7 separate regions of the Mus musculus genome follow, and regions 1, 2, 3, 4, 5 and 6 are each linked to region 7. A link is a contact called in public HiChIP or PLAC-seq data. All regions are on one chromosome and are shown on one strand. The core of a region is the stretch at or near the end of the contact, and the rest is flanking DNA. Distances in the headings are between cores, read along the strand shown.

The links. HiChIP or PLAC-seq counts read pairs in DNA pulled down with a chosen protein or histone mark.
Region 1: an H3K4me3 HiChIP or PLAC-seq map of embryonic stem cells shows a contact between it and region 7, with 23 read pairs. The contact joins the enhancer-like site here to the promoter of Sh2b1 in region 7. A contact is called at or near these places in 4 of 39 promoter capture datasets (embryonic stem cells, liver, macrophages and 1 more), 2 of 15 datasets of contacts at CTCF or cohesin (both in embryonic stem cells), 25 of 484 Hi-C or Micro-C datasets (B cells, the BV-2 cell line, the Ba/F3 cell line and 8 more), 19 of 115 datasets of contacts at active chromatin or transcription factors (the HPC-7 cell line, the SCID.adh cell line, T-cell acute lymphoblastic leukemia and 7 more) and 4 of 9 other capture datasets (adipose tissue, embryonic stem cells, liver and 1 more).
Region 2: an H3K27ac HiChIP or PLAC-seq map of embryonic stem cells shows a contact between it and region 7, with 8 read pairs. The contact joins the enhancer-like site here to the promoter of Sh2b1 in region 7. A contact is called at or near these places in 3 of 484 Hi-C or Micro-C datasets (the G1E-ER4 cell line, embryonic stem cells and nephron progenitors), 14 of 115 datasets of contacts at active chromatin or transcription factors (CD8 T cells, the SCID.adh cell line, T-cell acute lymphoblastic leukemia and 4 more) and 1 of 9 other capture datasets (liver).
Region 3: a contact with region 7 is called in an H3K4me3 HiChIP or PLAC-seq map of bone marrow-derived macrophages, with 2.9 times the contacts expected there. The contact joins the promoter of Sult1a1 here to the promoter of Sh2b1 in region 7. A contact is called at or near these places in 3 of 39 promoter capture datasets (hippocampal neurons, liver and neutrophils), 2 of 484 Hi-C or Micro-C datasets (the AML12 cell line and bone marrow-derived macrophages), 5 of 115 datasets of contacts at active chromatin or transcription factors (acute myeloid leukemia, bone marrow-derived macrophages, large pre-B cells and 2 more) and 4 of 9 other capture datasets (adipose tissue, liver, macrophages and 1 more).
Region 4: a contact with region 7 is called in an H3K4me3 HiChIP or PLAC-seq map of embryonic stem cells, with 22 read pairs. The contact joins the enhancer-like site here to the promoter of Sh2b1 in region 7. A contact is called at or near these places in 3 of 39 promoter capture datasets (macrophages, neural stem cells and stem cell-derived epiblast-like cells), 6 of 484 Hi-C or Micro-C datasets (B cells, the HL-1 cell line, the N1E-115 cell line and 1 more), 6 of 115 datasets of contacts at active chromatin or transcription factors (bone marrow-derived macrophages, embryonic stem cells and stem cell-derived neural progenitor cells) and 3 of 9 other capture datasets (adipose tissue, liver and pancreatic islet).
Region 5: an H3K4me3 HiChIP or PLAC-seq map of bone marrow-derived macrophages shows a contact between it and region 7, with 3 times the contacts expected there. The contact joins the enhancer-like site here to the promoter of Sh2b1 in region 7. A contact is called at or near these places in 1 of 39 promoter capture datasets (liver), 3 of 115 datasets of contacts at active chromatin or transcription factors (bone marrow-derived macrophages, fetal liver and stem cell-derived neural progenitor cells) and 2 of 9 other capture datasets (adipose tissue and liver).
Region 6: an H3K4me3 HiChIP or PLAC-seq map of embryonic stem cells shows a contact between it and region 7, with 26 read pairs. The contact joins the promoter of Sbk1 here to the promoter of Sh2b1 in region 7. A contact is called at or near these places in 9 of 39 promoter capture datasets (the C10 cell line, the HPC-7 cell line, HPC-7-derived erythroid cells and 5 more), 20 of 484 Hi-C or Micro-C datasets (the AML12 cell line, the HL-1 cell line, cortical neurons and 4 more), 11 of 115 datasets of contacts at active chromatin or transcription factors (the SCID.adh cell line, embryonic forebrain, embryonic stem cells and 2 more) and 4 of 9 other capture datasets (adipose tissue, embryonic stem cells, liver and 1 more).

Annotation. Positions count from the first base shown.
Region 1 is chr7:126,322,279-126,325,293 of GRCm38.p6, reverse strand. No RefSeq gene overlaps it. Among named protein-coding and RNA genes, the nearest start is that of Gm30928, 28 kb to the left of the region's middle. Within about 2 kb of position 1,348, at least 24 of the 459 cell types and tissues checked have an H3K27ac peak or open chromatin away from gene starts, as enhancers often do. A contact at or near this core is called in the Ba/F3 cell line, the HPC-7 cell line, the SCID.adh cell line and 4 more, where this site is marked.
Region 2 is chr7:126,343,657-126,346,801 of GRCm38.p6, reverse strand. The region is part of intron 2 of Gm30928 (a long non-coding RNA gene); the gene reads left to right. Among named protein-coding and RNA genes, the nearest start is that of Gm30928, 6.5 kb to the left of the region's middle. Within about 2 kb of position 1,606, at least 19 of the 459 cell types and tissues checked have an H3K27ac peak or open chromatin away from gene starts, as enhancers often do. A contact at or near this core is called in the SCID.adh cell line and embryonic stem cells, where this site is marked.
Region 3 is chr7:126,674,772-126,677,685 of GRCm38.p6, reverse strand. It overlaps Sult1a1 (sulfotransferase family 1A, phenol-preferring, member 1), which reads left to right and starts at 1,268. Exons shown (of 8, transcript NM_133670.2): 1 at 1,268-1,384; 2 at 2,103-2,242; 3 at 2,333-2,458; 4 at 2,540-2,637. The coding sequence starts at 1,368.
Region 4 is chr7:126,301,102-126,304,070 of GRCm38.p6, reverse strand. No RefSeq gene overlaps it. Among named protein-coding and RNA genes, the nearest start is that of Sbk1, 30 kb to the right of the region's middle. Within about 2 kb of position 1,515, at least 5 of the 459 cell types and tissues checked have an H3K27ac peak or open chromatin away from gene starts, as enhancers often do. A contact at or near this core is called in embryonic stem cells, where this site is marked.
Region 5 is chr7:126,724,128-126,727,336 of GRCm38.p6, reverse strand. It overlaps the pseudogene Snrp1c-ps1. Among named protein-coding and RNA genes, the nearest start is that of Coro1a, 21 kb to the right of the region's middle. Within about 2 kb of position 1,441, at least 23 of the 459 cell types and tissues checked have an H3K27ac peak or open chromatin away from gene starts, as enhancers often do. A contact at or near this core is called in bone marrow-derived macrophages, where this site is marked.
Region 6 is chr7:126,271,192-126,274,040 of GRCm38.p6, reverse strand. Sbk1 (SH3-binding kinase 1) reads right to left here and starts at 1,545. Exons shown (of 4, transcript NM_145587.3): 1 at 942-1,545.
Region 7 is chr7:126,473,541-126,476,448 of GRCm38.p6, reverse strand. Sh2b1 (SH2B adaptor protein 1) reads left to right here and starts at 1,319. Exons shown (of 9, transcript NM_001289541.1): 1 at 1,319-1,453.

The sequences.
Region 1 (3,015 bases), core at 99-2,598, 150 kb after region 7:
GGCGGCCATGCCTTTAATCCCTGTACCCATGAAACAGAGGTAGGTGGACCTCTATGGGTTTGAGGCTAGTCAGGTCTACATGATGAGACCCTGCTCTCCCTGTATATACAACCTCTGCACATACATAGACCAGCTCTGGACCTCTGTCACAGTTGCCATCTGTTTAGGAAAAAAGCTGCTATGGTGAGGGATGAGCTGCATTATCTGTGGGTAAAAGTGTTTAGAATACCCTTAGGTATTTTACTGGCTTGTGGAAATGGCCATCTGCCACGTGACTCTGCCCTAACTGCAGGAAACGCCACTGCTCTCTGGAGGAGCCTGAGTAAACACAGGACACAAGATTGAGGGGGCAGCTGTGGGGAAGTTGTCACTTATGCTGGGAAGACTTTCCAGTGATGCAGCTGCTCTGCGATGGACCACACTCTTGTATGTAATCTCTCCCCAGGCTCTGGATAGAATCCTAGTAAGTTCACTGGGTTTTCTACAGAATCTTAGCCACTGCTGAGGGGTAGCTGGTCCACAGGGAAATACTGCAGGTAACCTGGAGAAGACATAGTTTTCTGTATGTGTCTCTGTGAAGAAGATGGCTGCATAAGCCCCTCTCCACCTCAAATGCGCCATTAGGTAAGTTAAAATGGCTTCCAGGTGTGGATTTAGGACAACCAGGGCTACAGTGTAGCAGCCGTAGCAGTACTATTGGTCATAGCCTGGTGTTACTATTTTCCATAGAGGTAATCTTTAATGTTGCTTGTTCCCTTGCTGTCTATTGATTTGGGAGGTGGGCATATAGTGCTTAGGCTCACACAGGGAAGTCAGTGGACAACTTGCAGGAGTTGCTTCTGTCCTTCCACAGCGTGGGTCCCCGGGGATAGAACCTGAGCTGTTTAATTTGGAGGCAAGCACCTTTCTCTGCTGAATCTTTCTGGCCCAAGTAGCTCAGTGTCACATTTGCTTCATGGAGTCCAGAAGAGAACACTTGATTTCTTATAAGCCCAGAATTCTTTTATCACAGTGGGAGCAACCTGTGTTTTTCCACATTTGTTTATTGGTCTCCGGTGCTGGGCTAGTGGTTAGCTTAAGTTCATCCTGTTGGGGCTTTCCAGTTAGCCTTGGGGACATCTGTCTGTCCTTTAAAAGGAGACTCTCAGCAGCATGATAAAGAGGATGGTTTCATCCGGTTTCTGTGATGTCTCATGTTGAAATGTCCTGTAGCTTTATAACGTCTGATTACACCGCCCTGGGCTGCATCATCTTTGAAAATTTCTTCAAAAAATACATGTACATGTACATCTCAGGAACTCTGCTTCTAAAACTCGCTTTCAGAGAGAAGACCCGGTCCAGAAAGGGTAGACGCTGCCACCTGCTGGACAAAGCGAGCATTGACATAGGTACTACTTAAAACGCTACAGAAAGAACCCGTGCCATTTCCCACAATGTATTTTACACTGTCCAACTTTAGACCCGACTCAATTTTAAACCAAGACACCTTAACATTGTCCAGGAAGATCCTGAGAATGCTCCTGAGTAGCCATTTATGGGTTGTCAGAGTTAGTCAGACGTGATATCTCGTATGAAGAAGTGTTGTGGTGTCTGGTCATTGCAGGAGAATGATGTCTTGAGCTATTTTGCAGAGTTCACCTGGGAGAAAAATGCAACATGATGGAGCCCATGGCTAGAACATCAGAGCAGCTTTTTTTTGTTTTTGTTTTTGTTTTTGTTTTTGTTTTTGTTTTTTCGAGACAGGGTTTCTCTGTATAGCCCTGGCTGTCCTGGGCTTTGTAGACCAGGCTGGCCTCAAACTCAGAAATCTGCCTGCCTCTGCCTCCCGAGTACTGGGATTAAAGGCGTGCGCCACCACGCCCTACTATCAGAGCAGCTTTTAAGCAAAAAAGGAATCTGCAGATGACAGGACCCACTCTAACTATAGGACTATGTGGAGGCCTGATTGTCACTGGATTAAAATCACTAATATAACGATATGATCAATAGACTCAAAAAGCCACTTGGTATCCCGGCCATTCTGCCTTCCCTGCCAACACAGACTGTTCGCTTTCTTAAACTGTAAGGCAAAAGTAACCCTTCCTCCCTTAAATTGCTTCTGATCTAGTATTGATCACAATGATAAGATAATAAACTAATGGAGAAGCTGCTGCTAAGCGAGGGCAGGCAGCTGTTATAGGCCTGACCCCGTGGTTTACATCCTTTGGGACTGATTTGTAGAAGGAATGTGGAGGAGTTTGTCACTGTGGGCTAAAGACATCTTAAAAGCTGTTTGCAGAGTTTAATGCATCATTCTGGGGACATCAGGAAGACAGGAACGCTGAGACTGATGTAAAATGTGGAGGATATTTGTTCCTCTGCTCATTGCCACGAGCAAGTCCTTGACCAGAAAGAAGCATTTTAAGGAGGAAGGGTTTAGCTGGGCGTGGTGGCGCACACCTTTAATCCCAGCACTGGGGAGGCAGAGGCAGGTGGATTTCTGAGTTTGAGGCCAGACTGGTCTACAAAGTGAGTTCCAGGACAGCCAGGGCTACAGAGAAACCCTGTCTCAACCCCCCCCCACCCCCCCCAAAAAAAAGAAAGAAAAAGAAAAAAGGAGGAAGGGTTTATTCTGGTTGATGGGGGGGGGGGATTCCATAAGCACAGAGGGGCATGGTGGCAGGAACAGGAGGTCGGCTGGTCATGAACATTGCACTGATAGCCAAGAAGAGGGAAATGAACATTAGTGTCCAGGGAGCTGTCTCCCTCTGACTAAGTCTCAGACGCCAGCCCATGGGACATTGCCACTGACAGTTAAGGGACATTGCCACTGACAGTTAAGGGTTTCTTTCTTTCTTTCTTTCTTTCTTTCTTTCTTTCTTTCTTTCTTTCTTTCTTTCTTCCTTCCTTCCTTCCTTCCTTCCTTCCTTCTTTCTTTCTTTCTTTCTTTCTTTCTTTCTTTCTTTCTTCCTTCCTTCCTTCCTTCCTTCTTTCTTTCTTTCTTTCTTTCTTTCTTTCTTTCTTTCTTTCTTTCTT
Region 2 (3,145 bases), core at 357-2,856, 130 kb after region 7:
AATAAACACCAGAGGCCAGGCGTGCTGCCATACAAGTTTGATGCCAGCACTTGGGAGGCTGAAACAGGAGGACTAAGAATCTGAGTTCACCCCGAGTGACAGAGAGAGGCTCTGACTATGCATATATTTTATATTTTCATCTGGTATAAAGCTATTGAGGGAGAGTGATGAGGAAGGACTATAAGCCAAGTTGAGGGCCAAGCTGAACTCTCAACCAAGGCAGGCAAGTGAGAACAGTAAAACAACAGATAAAAAAGAAAAGAACATTTAAAAAAAAGCAGTTCACAAACAGCAAATAAATACACAACAGATTCTCAACCTCACCAGAGGCCAGTGAAATGCCAATCAGAGCACCAAAGGGATGCGTGCAGTCCATTGGGAAGAAGGAAATCAGTCGGCTGTGGGTGTGTGGGGAGGCGTAGCTTTTATATTGCTGGCAGAAATGCTGAAAGCACATGGATATATATGGTGTGGTATCATATGCATGTAATATTAGCAATAGGAAAGTGGGGTAGAGGGCTGAGAGCTAAGGCTGGCTGTAGAGAGAGACCCTGTCTCAAAAAAAAAAAAAAAAAAAAAAAAAAAAAAACAAACCCCAAAACCAAAAACAAAGCGAAACAAAAAAACCACAACAAACCACACAAACAGCAACAAACAAAGGTGGTAAAAAGAATACAGATGTTAGTACTGTTGTGTTTTATAAAAAGATAAGGAAGAAGAAATATGTTTGGTGGATGTGTAGTCAGGTGTGGGGGAAGGAGGTGCCTCTGTGGACCCATGCTCAGGCGTCCCTTCCCCCTGAGGGACCAGCCACACGAGTATATTATAGAATAGAGTTTATTCAGAGCATGGGCAGGGGAGTTTAGAGGGTAGTGGGGGGGGGGGGAAGGGGAGAGGAGGGGAGGGGAGGGGAGGCCAAGAGCATGAGGAAGGGGCTAGAGGAGAGAAAACAAGAAGGGAAGAGCAAGAGAGAGAGGAGGGGGCAAACAGGCTCCTTTCATAGTGAGTCAGACACACCTAGCTGTTGCCAGGTAACTGTGGGGCAGAGCCTAGACAAAAGGCTAACAAGTATAGACAGACCAGACACAAAGGTCGCAGAAGGCATTTTGGGAATTGATGTGGCAATAGCTGATGAAAGTTTTTTGGCAAACTTTCAGATATCTTATAGACCATTTATTAGAAAACTATAGGGATGGGCTGGTGAGATGGCTCAGTGGGTAAGAGCACCCGACTGCTCTTCCGAAGGTCCAGAGTTCAAATCCCAGCAACCACATGGTGGCTCACAACCATCTGTAACAAGATCTGACGCCCTCTTCTGGAGTGTCTGAAGACAGCTACAGTGTACTTACATATAAATAAATAAATCTTTAAAAAAAAAAGAAAAAAAAAAGAAAACTATAGGGAAAAAAATGTAATCTACGAAAACAAGAGAAACCTCAATAAGAAGCAAACAGTTCCTGGTTGGGACCTGGAGATTCAACGCAGGAAAGAGAAGAGGCTGCTCAGGGGAGGATTCGGAGAAAGGAGCCAAGGTACCACGGGTGTGGGGGCAGGTGGCTCGGCTCACGGCAGGCAGGAGGCTGCAGCAGAGGTTTCTCAAGATAAAATTTGCAAACCAGCTAATCCTGCTGAACTGAGCAATGATTTAAATAACTGGCAGAGGGCTCAGGGTTGAACTAAAAGTAAGTACATTGCTATTCTAAGAGGATAAAAAAACATCGAAATAAAAGCATCCCGGGCTCGAATTACAGCTTGGGGATGCTCTAAGGGTTGGTCTTTAGTTGTCCATGTTTGGCTTCAGACTGGGACTAGAGACGGAGGTGCACATTTTACACACCAAAGCAGACCTGGCCTCCAGGTTCTCCCAGCATTCCTCAGTCCCTCCTGGCATATCCTGCCCCCAGGCTTGAACTTTCCAGTCTAAGGGGCTGGGCTGCCTTCCCCGAGAGGTTCTCCCTTATATAATTGCTGACATTTTGGGTCCCCCTTCTCTCCCTCTCTCTTTCTCCCCCTCTCTCTGTGTGCTTGCTCTCTCTTCTTCCTCCCTCCCCGCCTCTCCCTGGTGACTCCCCTGGCCTCAGTCTGTGAACTCACTGGAAAGCAGCTTCCCAATAAACCTGCCTTTAATATAGTCGAATCTGGTTTGAATTGGCTCATTTTACCTCGGAGAAATAACCTATCAGTCATATTTAAATACAAGCTTACCAGATAGCCCTCTGTAATGGTGCCCTGGGATTTTCTTTAAACTCGATTGATTCTGTAATGGAAGTTCTCTGTAAATACATACCTATTTCCTGAGTGATCAAATTTTGGCTTAAGGCAAACCCAAGGCCTACGTGGGTCTGCCCTCTGTGTGTATATATTGTGTGTTAGCATTTCTTCTAGTCTCTGCCTCACAGTTATCTGACAACAGTCGGGTATACCTGACTCACTATAAAGGGGGCTGCTTGCCCCCTCCTTACTCTCTTCCTTTTCCTCTCTTACCCTCCTCTCCCCATTCCTCTACCAGCCTTTCTCCACCTGTTCATAGCCTGCCTCCTCTCCTTCCCTTTCCTTCCCTTCCCTTCCCTTCCCTTCCCTTCCCTTCCCTTCCCTTCCCTTCCCTTCCCTTCTCTCTCTCTCTGTCTCTCTGTCTCTCTCTCTCTTCTACGCCCTCAACCTCCCTCCCCATGCCCTGAATAAACTATTCCATACTATATCTGTCGTATGGCTGGTCCCTCAGGGGGAAGGGATGGCTCAGCCTGGGCCCGCAGAGGCACCCCCTTCCATCTCACCATACCATGACTCTACCACACACATACCTGGCTCTCTTCTTTCTTTCTTTCTTTCTTTCTTTCTTTCTTTCTTTCTTTCTTTCTTTCTTTCTTTCTTTCTTTCTTTCTTTCTCTCTCTCTCTCTCTCTCTCTCTCTCTCTCTCTCTCTCTCTCTCTCTCTCTTTCCTTCCTTCCTTCCTTCCTTCCTTCCTTTTTTTTTTTTTAATTTATTTATAAAAAACAACATTGAGGCTGTTAGCTTGGTGTTTTCCTGGGACTCCCAACAGTGGGAGCAGGTGTGTCTTTGTCTCTTTTGCCTGCTCTTGGGACTCTTCCCTCCTGTTGGGTTGCCTCGTCCAGCCTGGATATGAGGGCTTTTTGCCTTGTCTTAT
Region 3 (2,914 bases), core at 19-2,518, 200 kb before region 7:
GAATTCCTAGTCAGCCTAGGATCCAGTATGAGACCTTGTCTCTGTCAGTTCCAAAGCCAGCATTCTTTAGGATCTCTCGAAGCAGTTCTCCTCTACTAAAGGAGCCATTCCCTTATTCTGGCAGAAGGAACAGATCTGTGGTACCTATTAGCACACTAAAAGGCATGCTGGCATCTTGGCTCCTCTCGCTCCCCTGGCCCAGAGGCTCCCTTTCTACCAGCTTCTCACTGTCCTATAACCCAGCTATCTCAGCTACGCATCCCCCAACCCCACTCTCCAAGTCCTCGTCTTTGTCTTCATCTCTTGCTATCCCATGCCCAAACCCACTTCTCATGGCCAAGTCCAGTTTTCTGGTCATATTCAGTCCACTTCTTTCTCTCTGGACTCTTCCAGATCACTATGGCTGAACTCTCCCTAGCATCTACAATAAAATCCTCCCCTCAGTCACACCTCGGAGTGGTCCTGTCATCAGTCTACATAGTCTCAAACAAACACAATTTCCTCTAGAGAAATGGGAAGTCTTGTCCTGATGCCCAGCTTTGCACAGCTCTCCTCTGAGATGACAACTCTGTAAGGGTCAGGAGGTGCACAGCTGTGGTACAGGAGCCTCTGCAGCCCCAGTGCAGCTTGATATTGCATCTTCACTCCAACAGCAGACAGAGGTCAAGGGGGCACTCCTCACTCCTGGAGGTGTGTCTCTCCCAGCTGCAGCCTCTTGTCTTTGCAGAGGGTGAAAATCTTTCTAGGGACTGATCTCCACCAGTCACGTGTGGTATTGGATGAGGTAGACTAGAGCCATGAAGGCAGGGGCACCTTCCAGGGCCTTTAGACTCACACTCCCATGAACACCCCTCCAACTCTGTTGCACCTCTAGTTCCTTGACCTTGCTCCTTCCCATCATTCTGGACTTTCCCTGACGTCAGAGGTTCCAGGCATCGCTGTGGTTGCTCTGATCGAAGCCCAAGGTGTCCTCAAGACTGGCTTGGAGCCAGCAGGTGTCCCCATCTGGCTACTTTCTTCCCTATGCCAGAGTGGGTTAATTAGAAAAGTCCCATTGTTCTACCTTAAGTTTAGGTAAGTTAGGAAGGAGTCAGAAGCAGAGCAAAAGAAACCCACTGTCCATGCTGTGGCCTGATTGGTGTTTTGTTTTGTTTTGAACAGGCTAAACCCACAGTCCACAGTATGGTTAACAGAACCCTGCCCTACTCCACCTCCTCCCCTTTTTGTTTCTGGAGAACAGCCAGTCCTAGCACTGTTTCCACTTCCTCCCACTTGGGACACAAAATCTCCAGCTCAAAGACCAATTCTGCATTCCCCACATTGCAAAGCCTACACAAAGATCCCTACCACTGAGCACCGAGGGAGGCATGGCTCAGAACCCCAGGTGAGTGGCAGAGTGGGGTGGCCACCTTGTCCTGCCCAGATACTGGTTCCACTGCTCTTCAAGTGCCAGCTAGTCCTTACACTTTGATTAGTCTGCCTGACTGCTGCCTGGGCCTCTAGCCTCTCTACTTTCTCCATGCATACCCCACCTCAGAAGAGCAACTGTGGTTTGTCTGAGTTCCCCTCCGCTCTGGCTTGTTTTAGAATCCTTTTTATTTTAGTAGAAAGTTTCTCCCTACCTTGCAACAAGCTTAATAGCTAAATTGGTTATATTTGTCTCAGAGCAAAATAGGATATCAGTTCTAGATGGGCTGAGGCATTTCTGAAGATAACAGGAAGTTCAAGGGGAAAAAAATAGAGAGAGGCCATGGCCTGAAGCTGCACTAGGAAGTAGTGAAGACTCGGCTGGTGCCTGCCGTTTTCTCATGTATGAGCTGGAATATCCTAGGAAACAGCACACATTGGACTGATTCTACCTCAGAGTGTTTTAATGCCTGGACTATGTATGCTTGGGCACTAGGGACATGGAACAATGTTCCACAGGTGATCAGACATAGCACAGTGGTGACTTTTGGTGGAGATAGATTTGCCTTTGATCCCAGATCTACCTGCCACTTTGGGGGGCTCTGCCAAAGCCCCAGGATCCCCGTCTTAAATCATTTAACACATGGTACTGTGGACTTGCTAGAGAAGTGGGTTTTACTCTGTTCTCAATGCAGCAACATGGAGCCCTTGCGTAAACCACTGGTGCCTGTGAAGGGAATCCCACTCATCAAATACTTTGCGGAGACAATGGAGCAACTGCAGAACTTCACAGCCTGGCCTGATGATGTGCTCATCAGCACGTACCCAAAGTCTGGTGAGCGAGCAGTGGTCCCCACCACACACACACTTTGGTAAGCAGGTCAAGACTCTGAGCCTCGCTCACCTCTTGCTCCTCCCTTTCCAGGTACTACCTGGATGAGTGAGATCATGGATATGATCTATCAGGGTGGCAAGCTAGATAAGTGTGGCCGGGCCCCCGTCTATGCCCGGATACCCTTCCTTGAGTTCAGCTGCCCAGGGGTCCCCCCAGGTATGTGCATGGGGGTGCTAGAGACAAGTGGAAAAAGGTAGGACCGGGCCCCAGTTTAACAAAGTTCCTTGTTCAACTTAGGTCTTGAAACTCTGAAAGAGACACCAGCCCCACGGATCATTAAGACACATCTGCCCTTGTCCTTACTCCCTCAGAGTCTGCTGGATCAAAAGATCAAGGTAAAACCAACCAACTAACAGAAAACCCCAGTTATGGTAGTGCTTTTCAGCATGTGGGAAGTAGAGGCAGAAGGACTGGGGGCAACTGGCTACACAGCAAGTCCAAGACCATGTCTCACTCAAAAAGACAGAGAAAAAGAAAGAAGGAATGGAAGGGGGGGGTGAGAGGATGCAAGGGGCCTTTTGGGGGTCATCATAGCTTTGGTTTGTTCTTCTGGGAATTGTGGAACTATTCAAGCCCTATTTCATCTCATATGGAGGGTTACTGGCTGTCACT
Region 4 (2,969 bases), core at 266-2,765, 170 kb after region 7:
GCCGGGCAGTGGTAGCACGCACCTTTAATCCAGGCAGATTTCTGAGTTCGAGGCCAGCCTGGTCTACAGAGTGAGTTCCAGGACAGCCAGGGCTACACAGAGAAACCCTGTCTTGAAAACCCATTAAAAAAAAAAAAAAAAAAAGGCACATGGAAACCCACTACCTTATACGATAATCTTAAAACACAGCTTTTTAAAACGACTTTGAACAGAAGCACTACACATGGGAGGATATTACCAACCCCAGAGACCATGGGTTACTAAACAACAACCCTTGTAGCAGATATGGGAGTTGCTGGCCATAAAGGCTCCAGAGCTCCTACCGAGCCACCAATGGCCATTACTCTTGATTGATCTCCAGAACTGTCTGATAAGAAAATGCAAACTGCAGAAGACACCACACATGCTGGTTGGAGAATATGCTGGAACTGGACAGAAGCCTCCCCTCACTGATGGTTGGCTACCCTTCACAGGACTGGAAAGTGCTATCAAGGCAGCTGGGGGAGAAAACCCAGAAATCTTTTTTTTTTCTAACTTGGAACTTTACATGCTACAGTGCCAACTTGTCAAGCTCACTGGTGCCATGGTGACATGATGGTTAAGGGGGTGACCTTATTTATTAATATTAATCACAGTATTTTTTATTTGATCTGAGTCCTGGTCCACAGGAGGGACTTCGTTCCTAGTACTGAACACATGGTTAGGGGCTAAGAAGAGAGGTCATGGCACTGGGGCTGAGTCTGCTTAGTTTTGCTAAGTGGGTATGCTGCCAAGCTGCTTCCTAAATATTTATACATACACCACGGACTAGTGCTACCATCAGCCATGACCAAAGAAGCTTCTCTTTGTTGCAATCAGTGGTTAATTCAGAAATCTGTGGCTGGTTAAAGTGCTGAGAGCAAGTGACTGTTGAGTGTTCCACCTTAAATAGCACACCCACATCGCTGTTCCACCTTAAATGACACACCCACATCACCAGCTCCAGGGATCAGGGGACATCACAGAAGAGGGTGCAAAATGAATATAAGATCCAGACCGGAGGGAGGAAGGCCATGAAATGCTATCTTATGATATGGATTGTGACACTCATGAACATCTGTGGCTGTCTGCGTAGGACCTGCACAAGCACAGCCTGCAGACAAGGACAGTCACAGACAGAGAGAGGCTCGTCGGACTTTGTCCCACCCAGGTAAGCTAATGGGGTCAGGAAGTCAGTATCTTCAGTAGTGTACCCTCTGATGAGTTACTATTCCAAGGGGCAGCTCCACACCCATGCCCATGGTCATAAAGCAAAATCTACACAAAATGACAATAAAAAGAGATAGTGGAGCAGGTGTATGACCAGAATGCATTGTTCCCATGTATAAAATTGTCAAAGAAATTCTAATTTTGAAGATGGGGGCTGGGAAGCTAGGTGGGTGAGTAAGAGTGGCTGCTCTGCAGACCCTCAGCACCCACATAGAGGCATGGCTAGTGTCTGCAATCCTAGCACTAGGATAAGCGGCAGGCAGATCCCAAGAGCTCGCTGCCCAGCCAGTCTATCCAAACCTGATGACCTGGTACAGTGAGAGACCCTGCCTCAAGGCCATAAGGTGCTCGTGAGAAAGGAAGTCCTCTGAGGTGCTACGCACACTCCAGTGTAGTCTGCTTGACAGGCTGAGAAGCCTGGAAGCACTCACAAGGCAAAGAGTTTCAGAGAAACTCACCTCCTGGAACCTTGGCATTCTCATAACCTGTATACTCATACCCTATCCCCGCGTTAGTCTGGTGTATGGATCCATGTGCTCTCTTTTAGTATTATTTTATTATAAGTGCCCTTTAAGATTGGATTCTGACATAGCTAAGCCTTCGCCAGTGTTCCAACGTCCCAGAAAATCCTTGAAGCCGACAAACTTGGAATTCAGTAGGAATTCAGTAAGAAGGTTATCTATTCAGTAACATTCAAATTTACTTCTAGTAGAGAAGGTGAAACTAATTAGGCATTACAAACAACGGAGCCGGAATAGCTCAGGGCTGATCTGCAGAGTGTTTACTTGAGACAATAGTCAGTCTTAGCCAGACAAGGGAATACACAATGGCCTAGCAAATAGGTGGGTTTACCATGAAAGAGTTAGGGAATCCCCCTGAGACAGGTTTCTTCACTAGGCCCAAAGAAACAGCATAAATCTGGTATTTACTAAGAACCCCTGGTGGTGGGCTTAACAATAGACTAGCATTACACCTGGCTCCCTTCTTAGTGGCAGTGGCCTGGTCCCCACCTTCTTTTGATGTATATATTCCTTATGTTTTGTGTCACTGTAACTCAGCGGATGTATATGGTCTGGTTTCTTGTTATTCTTCTGTATAAAAAGTTCGATGCTCGACCTGACAAATTACATTCAGATTCTACACAATCCTGTGCTGCGTCCGTGTCTGTCTGTCATTCATTTCGCTGACTCCTTGTCCACCTGCAACTAGAGACCTGTTCTATGCAGACAAGGGACCACGGGGGTCTGAGGCACTGAGTGGCTGCTCTTGCCACCGTATGCACACACAAGCATGCGTAAGGAACACATGCACAGTCCTTTAGGGTCAGTGTATAAACAAATGAAGTAAAGGTGGGCTGGAACAGAGAAAGAGAAAGAGCAGTGTGTCCATTCCCTCAGCAAGGCTGTGGGAGCTGCGGATGGGGGAGAGCAAAAGGTGAAATAGAAGAAAGGTAAAAGAGTGGAGAAGGATGCTATAAAGAGGGAGAGGAGAAAGGAAGAGTGGTACATGCTTTTTCAGCAACCTAGTGCTACCTGGGAAGAGGGAACGGGCTGAAGAACTGCTTTTATCAGATCAGCCTGTGGCCATGGCTGTGAGCCTCATCTTGACTGATGGTTACACCTACGGGGGTGGCACCACACCTGACAGGTGGGTCTATGCTGTACGAGAAAGCTGGCAGAGAGCAAGCAAGAGCTAGCCAGAGATGGAGCCCGTCAGCAGTC
Region 5 (3,209 bases), core at 192-2,691, 250 kb before region 7:
CTATAAAGATTAACCACACTCAGGAAAACAAAAGAATAATCTCAGACCAGCAAATCAAAAGAGAGGAAACACACACACACACATCACTACTACCACTACAAGAATAACAAAATAACAGGAATCAACAAACAAGCTTATGTAGCCATTTTAATATCTGACAAGACAGACTTTAAACCACACTATTCAGAAGGGGAGGATACTACACACCCATCAAAGGAAAAATCCACTAAGAGGACATTCCAGTTTTCAACATCTATGGACCAAGCTCAAGGGCACCCCACTTCAAACCAAACCAACCAACCCCCAAAAACTCACTACTATATCTTAAGTCACATATTGACTCTCATACACCAATACTGCAAGACTTTAGTTACCGCTCCCACCAGTACACAGGTCATCTAGACAAAAACTCAACAGAAATGCTGTTGCTAACTGACCTTCTAAACCAATTGGACCTAACATATTTACAGAACATTTCCCACAAAAAACAAAAGAATATATCTTCTCCGCACCTGACAGAACTTTCTCCAAAACTGACCACATGCTCAGATACTGGGAAACTCCTATAGCTGATAAACACTTCCAGCAAACTAGCTGGATACAAAATGAACTCACAAAACTCAGTAGCCATCCTGTGTACACACAACAAGTAGACAGAGAGAGACAACGCCATTCACAAGAGCCTCTAGTGATAGAAAATATCGTGGGGTAACTCTAACCAGGCAAGTGCATGACTCATGCGAGAAAAACCCTAAGACGCTGTAGAAAGAAACTGAAGAAGATGTCAGAAGATGGGGAAGATCTCCCACGTTCATGGATAGGTAGGATTAATATAGTAAAAATGACCATCTTTTTTTTTTTTTAAGATTTATTTATTTATTTATATGTAAGTACACTGTAGCTGTCTTCAGACACTCCAGAAGAGGGAGTCAGATCTCCTTACGGATGGTTGTGAGCCACCATGTGGTTGCTGGGATTTGAACTCCAGACCTTCAGAAGAGCAGTTGGGTGCTCTTACCCACTGAGCCATCTCACCAGTCCAAAAAATGACCATCTTGCCGAAAGCAATCTGCAGAGTCAATGCAGTCCCCTTCACAATCTCAACACAATTCTTCGCAGATCTTCAAAGGGCAATTTTCAGCATTAAGATCACTAATGTACCTCATTAAACTGAGCACCTTCTGCACAGCAAAGGACAGTGTCATTTAGACAAAGCAGCAGGCTACAGAATGGGAAAAATTCTTTTTTTTTACCAACTCTATATTCAATAGAAGGCTAATATCCAAAATATATAAGGAACCTAAAAAACCAAGGTATTGAGGAAACCCTTCTCAGATTGCACCAGCTCATGTCCATCCTTGCTGCTCACAGTCTCAGGATCAGCTGCAGTCTGTGTAGGTCTTCGGTCACAAGAAGATAGGCACAGCTGTGGCACACTGCAAATGGGGAAATGGGTGGACAGACGTCCCCTGGAGATGATCAAGCTGTGCGTGCTGCAGGACAAGGTACTGAGGCAGTTCTGCTTCTGGGCAAAGAGAGATTTGCTGGTGTGGATGTCCGGGTTCATGTGAAGTGTGGTGGTCATGTGCCCCAAATTTATGCTATCTGACAGCCCATCTCCAAAGCCCTGATGGCTTATTACCAAAAGTACGTGGATGAGACCTCTAAGAACGAGACTAAAGATACCTGACAGTGGTCATAAATCCAAAAAGTTCCGAGGTCCTGGTGCCCACACTCCATACTAGAAATCTTACTCTTAAGTCCAACTAGAGGATCAAAGTTTACCTTTGTAATAAACATCCTAGGATTGAAACAAAAACAAAAACAAGACAAAAAAAAAAAAAACCCAAATAACTCAATTTAAAAATGGTGTGCAGATCTAAACAGAATTCTCAAAAGAGGAAACTCCATGGCTGAGAAACATTTAAAGAACCTTTCAACATCCTTAGTCATCAGGGAAATGTAAATCAAAACTACTTTGTGGTTTTATCTTACACCCAGCAGATTGGCTAAGATCAATAAAAACAAATGCTGGCGAGGATGGGAAGTTAGGGGAACAATCACCCATTGCTGGTATGAGTGCAAACTTGCCAGCCACTGTAGAGATCAGTGTGGTGGTTTCTCAGGAAGATGAGACTTGAAGACCTCGTGACTCAGCTATACCACTGTAGTGGTTTGTATATGCTCGGCTATGGGGCATATACCCAAAGGATGCTCCATTCTACCTCAGAGACACTTGCTCACCCATGTTCATTGCTGCTCTTTATAATAGCCAGAAGTTGGAAAACAACTTAGATGGCTGTCACAGATCAATGGATGAGAAAATGTGGTACATTTACACAACAGAATATTATTCAGCCATTTAAAAACTGAAATAATGAAATTTGCAGGCAAATGGAAGGAACTAGGAAAAAAAAAATCACCCTGAGTCAGATAACGTAGACCCAGAAAGACAAATAAGTAATGTATTAGCTTACGTGTCAATATTAGCTGTTAAGTCAATGATAACTGAGCCACAATCTATATAATACCACAATAGTTAGGTATAGAGTAAGGGACTGGAGTGTACAGATAGATCTCCCCAGGAAAGGGAAATAGAATAGATAGTTATGAATGGATGGGGAAGGAGACTAGAACAGAAGACTCCAATGGAATGGGGAAGGAAAGAGGGAGGGAGGGAATATGAAGAGAGACAGATATAAAGGTATCTTTTTTTTTTTTTTAACTAAAAGACCTGATGATTTTATTTTCACATTTCACAATATAAGTGAAAACTGTACTTTTTTGTATTACTTCTCCCTCCAAAAAATATCCTGTTAGGAAGGGACGTTTCCTTTTCATGCATCTAGTACACACTCAGGCTCAGCACCAAGAGCTCCTGGTGAAACAGAACAAGAAATACAAAACCATCAAGAGCGCTTCTGCTCTTATCTGTCTGGCCGGGTCATGCCAGGCCATGTGGGCACCATCATAGGGCAGGCGGGAGGTCTCATCATGGGAGGCCCAGGCATCATGGGCATGTGGCCTCCCATGGGCAGTCTCATCCCAGGAGCTGGTCCCACGGGCACCATCCCAGGCAGAAGGGGAGTGTCCATCATTGGCATCATGGGAGGGCCTCCCATGTGGGGCACAGGCGTCATGCCAGGCCGAGGAGGGCCCATGGTGGGAGGTGGGATCATGGCCCCTGCAGGTGGAGGAACAGAGAATGG
Region 6 (2,849 bases), core at 296-2,795, 200 kb after region 7:
AAACCTTCCTGCCCTTTCTCGGGGTACAACGCACCCAAGATCTTCCGGCATTCCCTGGGTCCTGGGGTTTAGGACATTTGTTGAGGCCCTCTTGATTGTAGATGCTTTGGAAAGCTTAAGCAAGAATCCAGACTCACTCCTGCATCGTAGAGGACACAGTGTCCCAGTCCCGGACTTGGCCCTAGGTGTTCCCCGGGTCAGAAAAAGGGAAAACACTCAGGTTTGCTGTCCTTGGGACTTAGAGGGGCAGAAAGGTGCTCTGACCCGAAATGGTTTCTTCATTCAGGGTACCTCCCTCCCCCAAACTAGCTGTTCACTGAGAGGGCTTGTCCTCTCCCTGTTCTGCAGGGAGCACAAAGAGGGACTGGATAAAGAGCCCCACTGAGACCTGAGCTGGGGTCTCAGAGTCAGAAAATAAGAGACTCATCCTCTCAAACACGCCCCTTCCCTGCCCTCTCAGACAAAGGCACACACCCAAAGCCCCAGCTGTCACCCAGAGCTGCAGAATGCAGGCACCTCTCACCTTTGGGCGCCCCAAATTTTCTCTTTCCTGTGGGGAGGGTGGGTGTCACTTAAGAACTCAGCTTGGTCTTTGGGAGATGATAGTTACGTGTCTTTATTCTTCAAAGGACCTAAGGTCTAAGGCTCCAGGCTATTCCGGGGAGACTCTCCACCTTCTAACCCCTCTCCAGGGCGTCGCAACTCCTCTCTCCCGGGGTCCGAAGCTGTGCCCAAATCTCAGGGTTGGGGTGGAAGGTGGGGGAAGGGAGAGGAGGAGGGGGCGGCTCCTCCAAGCGAGACACAAAGAGACGTCCTTCAGCCTCGGCTCCATGGCGACGCTGAGGAGGGGGAGCGCGCACTCTGGACTTCCTTCCCCACCTGCAGGACTCTAGGGACCTCGGTACCACTCACCTGCCGCCCCTCACCTGGGTCCCACTTACCTGGGCTGGGGCCGCGGGGACGCCGCGGCAGGGGGCCTGGGCGCCGTGTCGATCTTCGTCTGCCCGGCCCGAGAGGGGCTCAGGGCACCACTACCACCATGAGCCGGGACGCTGAAGGCGTCGCAAGGGGCTTGGTCGCCCGGGTCCCGAGGCTTTGGGGTGCCCGCGGCTTCTCGTTAGCAAGAGGATCTTGCTGTCCTAGGTTTGGGGTCCCTGTGTGCCGGAGTAGCGGATTAGGGAGGCTAGCGCCCCAAGCCTGGGTCTCTCTGTGTCTTGAGGTGTGCGGTTGTAGCAAGCAGATCTTGGGGGGCCCGGGTTGGATCGGTCGCTGCGTCCCAGCAGCCGCGTGCGAGGATGGAGGTCACCGCTCAGCCGCTGGGGGGTTCGGGCGCCGCCGCTGCGAGCAGCCCGGCCCTGCGGGCTCCTGCCCCGGCCTGGCGCGGGCTGAGGCTGCGGCTCCGGCTGAGGCTCCCGCTCCGCCCGGCACTCGGGCTCCAGCGCCGGTGCCCGCCCGGGCTGCGCTCCATCGCGGCCTCGCGGCTCCGCCTCCCGCCGGCGCGTACCTGCCCGCCCGCCGCTCCGCCCTCCGCCTCGCGCGCCGCCGCACGCGCCTTTGTCCGCCGCGCCGGGTGCGCGCTCCGCGCACGCGCACTCCCGCCGCGCCCTCCCGCCAGGCGCCACGGGCCTGGACCTCCCCACCGCCGCGGGAGCCGCACGATGCCCCGCCCGCTTTCCGGCCACGCGGGGTCCTAAGGCCCGCCGGTCATTGGCATAAGCTTCTTTTTCTAGGTCAGAGCCCAGGAGGGGGCCAGAACGAGGTTAGAGAGGGCTCGGGGGAGTCACAGAGGGTCACCTGGTCCAGCTGCTTGGTCCCCGAGGGGCTAGACTGTCCCAGACTATTCCAGCCTGTGCTTGTGGGGCGGAGCCTGGATCTGTTTCAAAGAAGAAAAATAAATCCGAGCTCTCCTATTCAGAATGCACTCGCTCATTCAACTACCGGTCCATCTGTTCACCCGCCTGTCTGCCCATTCATCCTTCCACCTATCCATTCGATTTCCAGGGGACCTCATAAGACTACTAGGCTACTCAGAGACCTGGGGTCTGTGGGGCCGTGCAGGGTTCAGGCAGAACTTTCGAGCTCTGCTGTAGGGAGACCGCGAAGTAAGTTTAAGGAAAAGCTGGGATTAAAGGTGTATAGCAGAACGGAAGAAGGGGGTGGGGGGTTCCTGGCTGAAGCAGCAGCTGTGCAAAGCCACCCGGGTGTGAAGAGCTTTGTTCATTAACCGGAAATTGTAGCCTGGATGCAGGTGGGGCGATCGAGCAGAGATGGCGACAGAGTGGGAACAACGAACGCATCCTTCCAGAGGCCCAGTCTCCCATGCAGCATACTATTTTATTCATAGAAAAAGCCCCCGACGCACCCAAAATCTCTCCTCCTTTTAATCTCTGATCAGATTGTTTTCTCAAATTAGCATCCTCTTCCAACCACTCCAGCTGCTGGTAGAACTTTTAGAGCTGGTTATTGCAAACTCAGGTAGCCTTAGGTGGAGCTGGGAAGACGGCTTATTAAGTAAAGTGCTTGCCAGGCAAGCATGAGGGACTTGAGTTCCTCCAGTGCCATGACACCTGTAGTTCCAGCCCTGGGAAGGCAGAAACAGGTGGATCCCAGGGACCAGCCTGATCTGATCCGTGAGTTCCAGTGAAAGACCCAGTCTCTGAATAAATAAATAAGTACGGGAGGGGAGAAGGGGAACCAAGCGAGATGCTGCTAAAGACCAGGGTTCAGGCCCCCAGGACTCAGCTATGGCTGGGCAGGTGTAGCAGCCTAGAATCCCAGCATTTAGGAGGCAGACAGGATCCCCAGAGCAAGCTGACTAGCAAGACTAGCCGAATGAGTCAGCTCTAGGT
Region 7 (2,908 bases), core at 70-2,569:
TTGCCTGCCTGCGTGTATGTACGTGTCCCTGTTGAGGTCATAAGGCATCAGATCCCCTGGAGCTGGAGTTATAGTCAGTTCTGAACCACCATGTGGTTGCGGGGCCTCTGCAAGAGCTGCTAGTCTTTTAATCACTTAGCTCTCTTTCCAGCAGTGTGACTTATTTACATTTTATTACCACTTTGTTTATGTGTATGTGATGGGGGGGGGGTATCACACATGTGTGGTGTGTGTGCCATGTTCTAAGTCAGAAGCCAACTTTCCAACATCCTTTCTCTTTCCACAGTGGGTTATGGGGAGGGAATTCTGGCTAATCAGGTTTGCATAGAAAACACAAGCACTTTTACTGAAAAGGCATCTCACTAGCCTAATTCTGAAAATTTTATTGATGATCTTAGAAAGAGTGATACTCCTTACACTGAGTTGCTTAACTATTAGGATTTAAATTTGAATCTATGGAAAACCATCTTGCCACACCAAGAAGACTAGAGCCCCTCTGTGGGTGAAAGCGACCGACCGCACGAGTAGAGTACAATCACAGATGACAAGCTATAGACATAATCTTTTGGGCCCTGTCAATGATCCCAATCTACTCTGGCCTTTTCAATTACTTCAGCTGTAGTGACGCTGGATCAATGCGAGCTTGGGTTGCTAGAAGGTATTTGTGCGCAAGGTCTCAACAGCACTTTGTACCTTACTTCGTCATCCCTCTAACTTGCCCTGAAGCCTCTCTTGAACTTCAAGCTCTATCTCTATGTACCTACTGATGACCCGCAAGCATGTCCAAAACTGACCTCACTATTGCTGTCCCAACTTTAGTTCCCGTCTAAGGTAGAGCCCTCCAGGACCACCTTGTCCCTTTCCCCTAAAAGACCAAGGTCGTTAAGTTCAGGCTCCGCCCACTCCACTCGGCCTCCCAAGGTCACCGCTACATCGCTCGCCAGATCCCTGGGGGCGGTGTCCGTGTACCCCTCGATGCAGGGCCAGGCGCTCTAGGCTGCAGCCAGCTCTTCAAAGAGCTTTATCATCTCGCTGATTTCTTTTAGTGGGCGGCTACTCTCTCCGCTCAAGTGGCTTCTCTATGGTTAACTTCTCGCCTTTGTCTAGAATTTGCTTCGGATGACGGACCCAACGCCTTCCCACAGCTGCCTCAGTGGTTCCTTTTAGGTACAACTGCCGAAGCCACGGGAGCTTAGTGAGACCTGTGTTGGCGTAGCTCCTGAAAACCTCGGCGCCGAGAACGATGGCGGAAGTGAATACGAAGGTGCCCTCCTTCTTACTGCTCTTCTCTATGGTCGCTTCCTTCCGCGTCGGGGAACCCGTCCCAGCGCCTGCGCAGAAGCGCGTGCTGGGAGCCCGTCGCGGAGGCGGGGGGCACAGGGAGCGGGAGCTGCGGCCGTCGCCGCCGCCGCCGCTGCCGCCGCCGGAGCTAAGCGCGGGGACCGAGATGCAGGTGGGACCGGAACCGGAACCCCCCTCTTCAAGTGCCTCTTTCCTCTCCGGACTCGACCCTGTCGTCTGAGAAGCCTGGGCGGGGGTGGGCGTGGGGGCTCGGGGCTGGAGGGGTGCTCGGCTCCCGAGAGGGCAGCAGATAGTTGGTCCCTCGGAGGCTCCGGCCCAGGGGCTTGTGGAGGGTGTCCAACGACTAGGATCGGGTCCGAGTGATTAACCACGGGGCCCGGAGGGTCCGAACCTGGAGCGCAGCCTGCACCCTCCACCACCCGCCCTTCTGGAATGTCAGAACTAAGCCAAGAGGCAGGTGCACCGGAAAACTGTGACTGAGCCGTCTTGGCAGAAGAGAAACTGAGTCACCAGTCCAGGAACCGCAGGGTCAGCGGGCCTGAAGGGGGCTGGGTCGGCCAGTAGTGCTGAGGGCTGGGTGGGCCTGTGTGAGCCGAGGTAGCCTCTGGCTGGGGACTGTCTCTGCCGTGCCTGCGCCTCTTGGCCCCGATTCCCCTGTGCTCTGTGACTCCCGCATCTCCTGGCTGCTTCTCCCTGGTTTGGAGTTGTCCCTGTGGTTGGAGCCATCGGAGTATGTAGGAAAGGCCAAGGAGGAAGGGGAGGGGGGGGGGGTCTCTGACTTGCAGCTTGGTTGTAGGCTTGATGAAGAGGCTGGCATCACTGATAGTTTGGGTAGACTTTCCTGAGCCGTCCAGAGGTGTCTCCTTTCAGTCGATCATAGGGCAGGACCACTCACCAAAGAGCCACCGGTTGTAAATTACATATGGAGCTCTGTCACTTTCTAGCTGTGATGTAAGAGTTGGGGCACCCGCAGAAGCGCTTCCTTTCTGGAGCGCAAATGGGACCCATCATACTGTCCTCCCCCATAAAAAATAGTTACAGTGGCAGTGATGTCTTGTGTGCTTACTGTGGAAAGCATAGACATGTTCCTTGTCATTTCATTTCTCCTGACAACTGTAGCAGGTAGCGGTTAGTAACTGTGTTTTACAGAGACAAAAGCTAGGTTCACACAGCTAACAGGTGGACTGAGCTGGGGCTTGAGTCCAAAACTCACAGGTACACTCCCCAGGGAGTGAAAATTCCTGAGCCCCGGCTCCGTGCGATGCCTTACTTCTGTGGCTAGTAAAGACTTGTCCTGACCCAACACACCATCTCTTTTTCTCTAGCGCTGCTATCACTCAGCCCTAGACTGTAGGGGCAACCCAGAGATTGGCCTTCAGCCAATCCAAGTCTTCCCACAGGGCTTAAGTGCTGGGTTATAGGATCAGCTTCGAAGACAACTGAGCCTTCAGTCCAACTTCCACTCATTGGACCTATGATGCAAGGTCTTTAAAGGGTGTAATCCCTGCACCCTTTGGTCCCCTGAGAACAGAGCAGTGGGAGCTGTGGTCGAGGCTGGTCCAGCATATCCCTGGAGACTAGAACTGTGCAGTGGGAAATGCGGTAG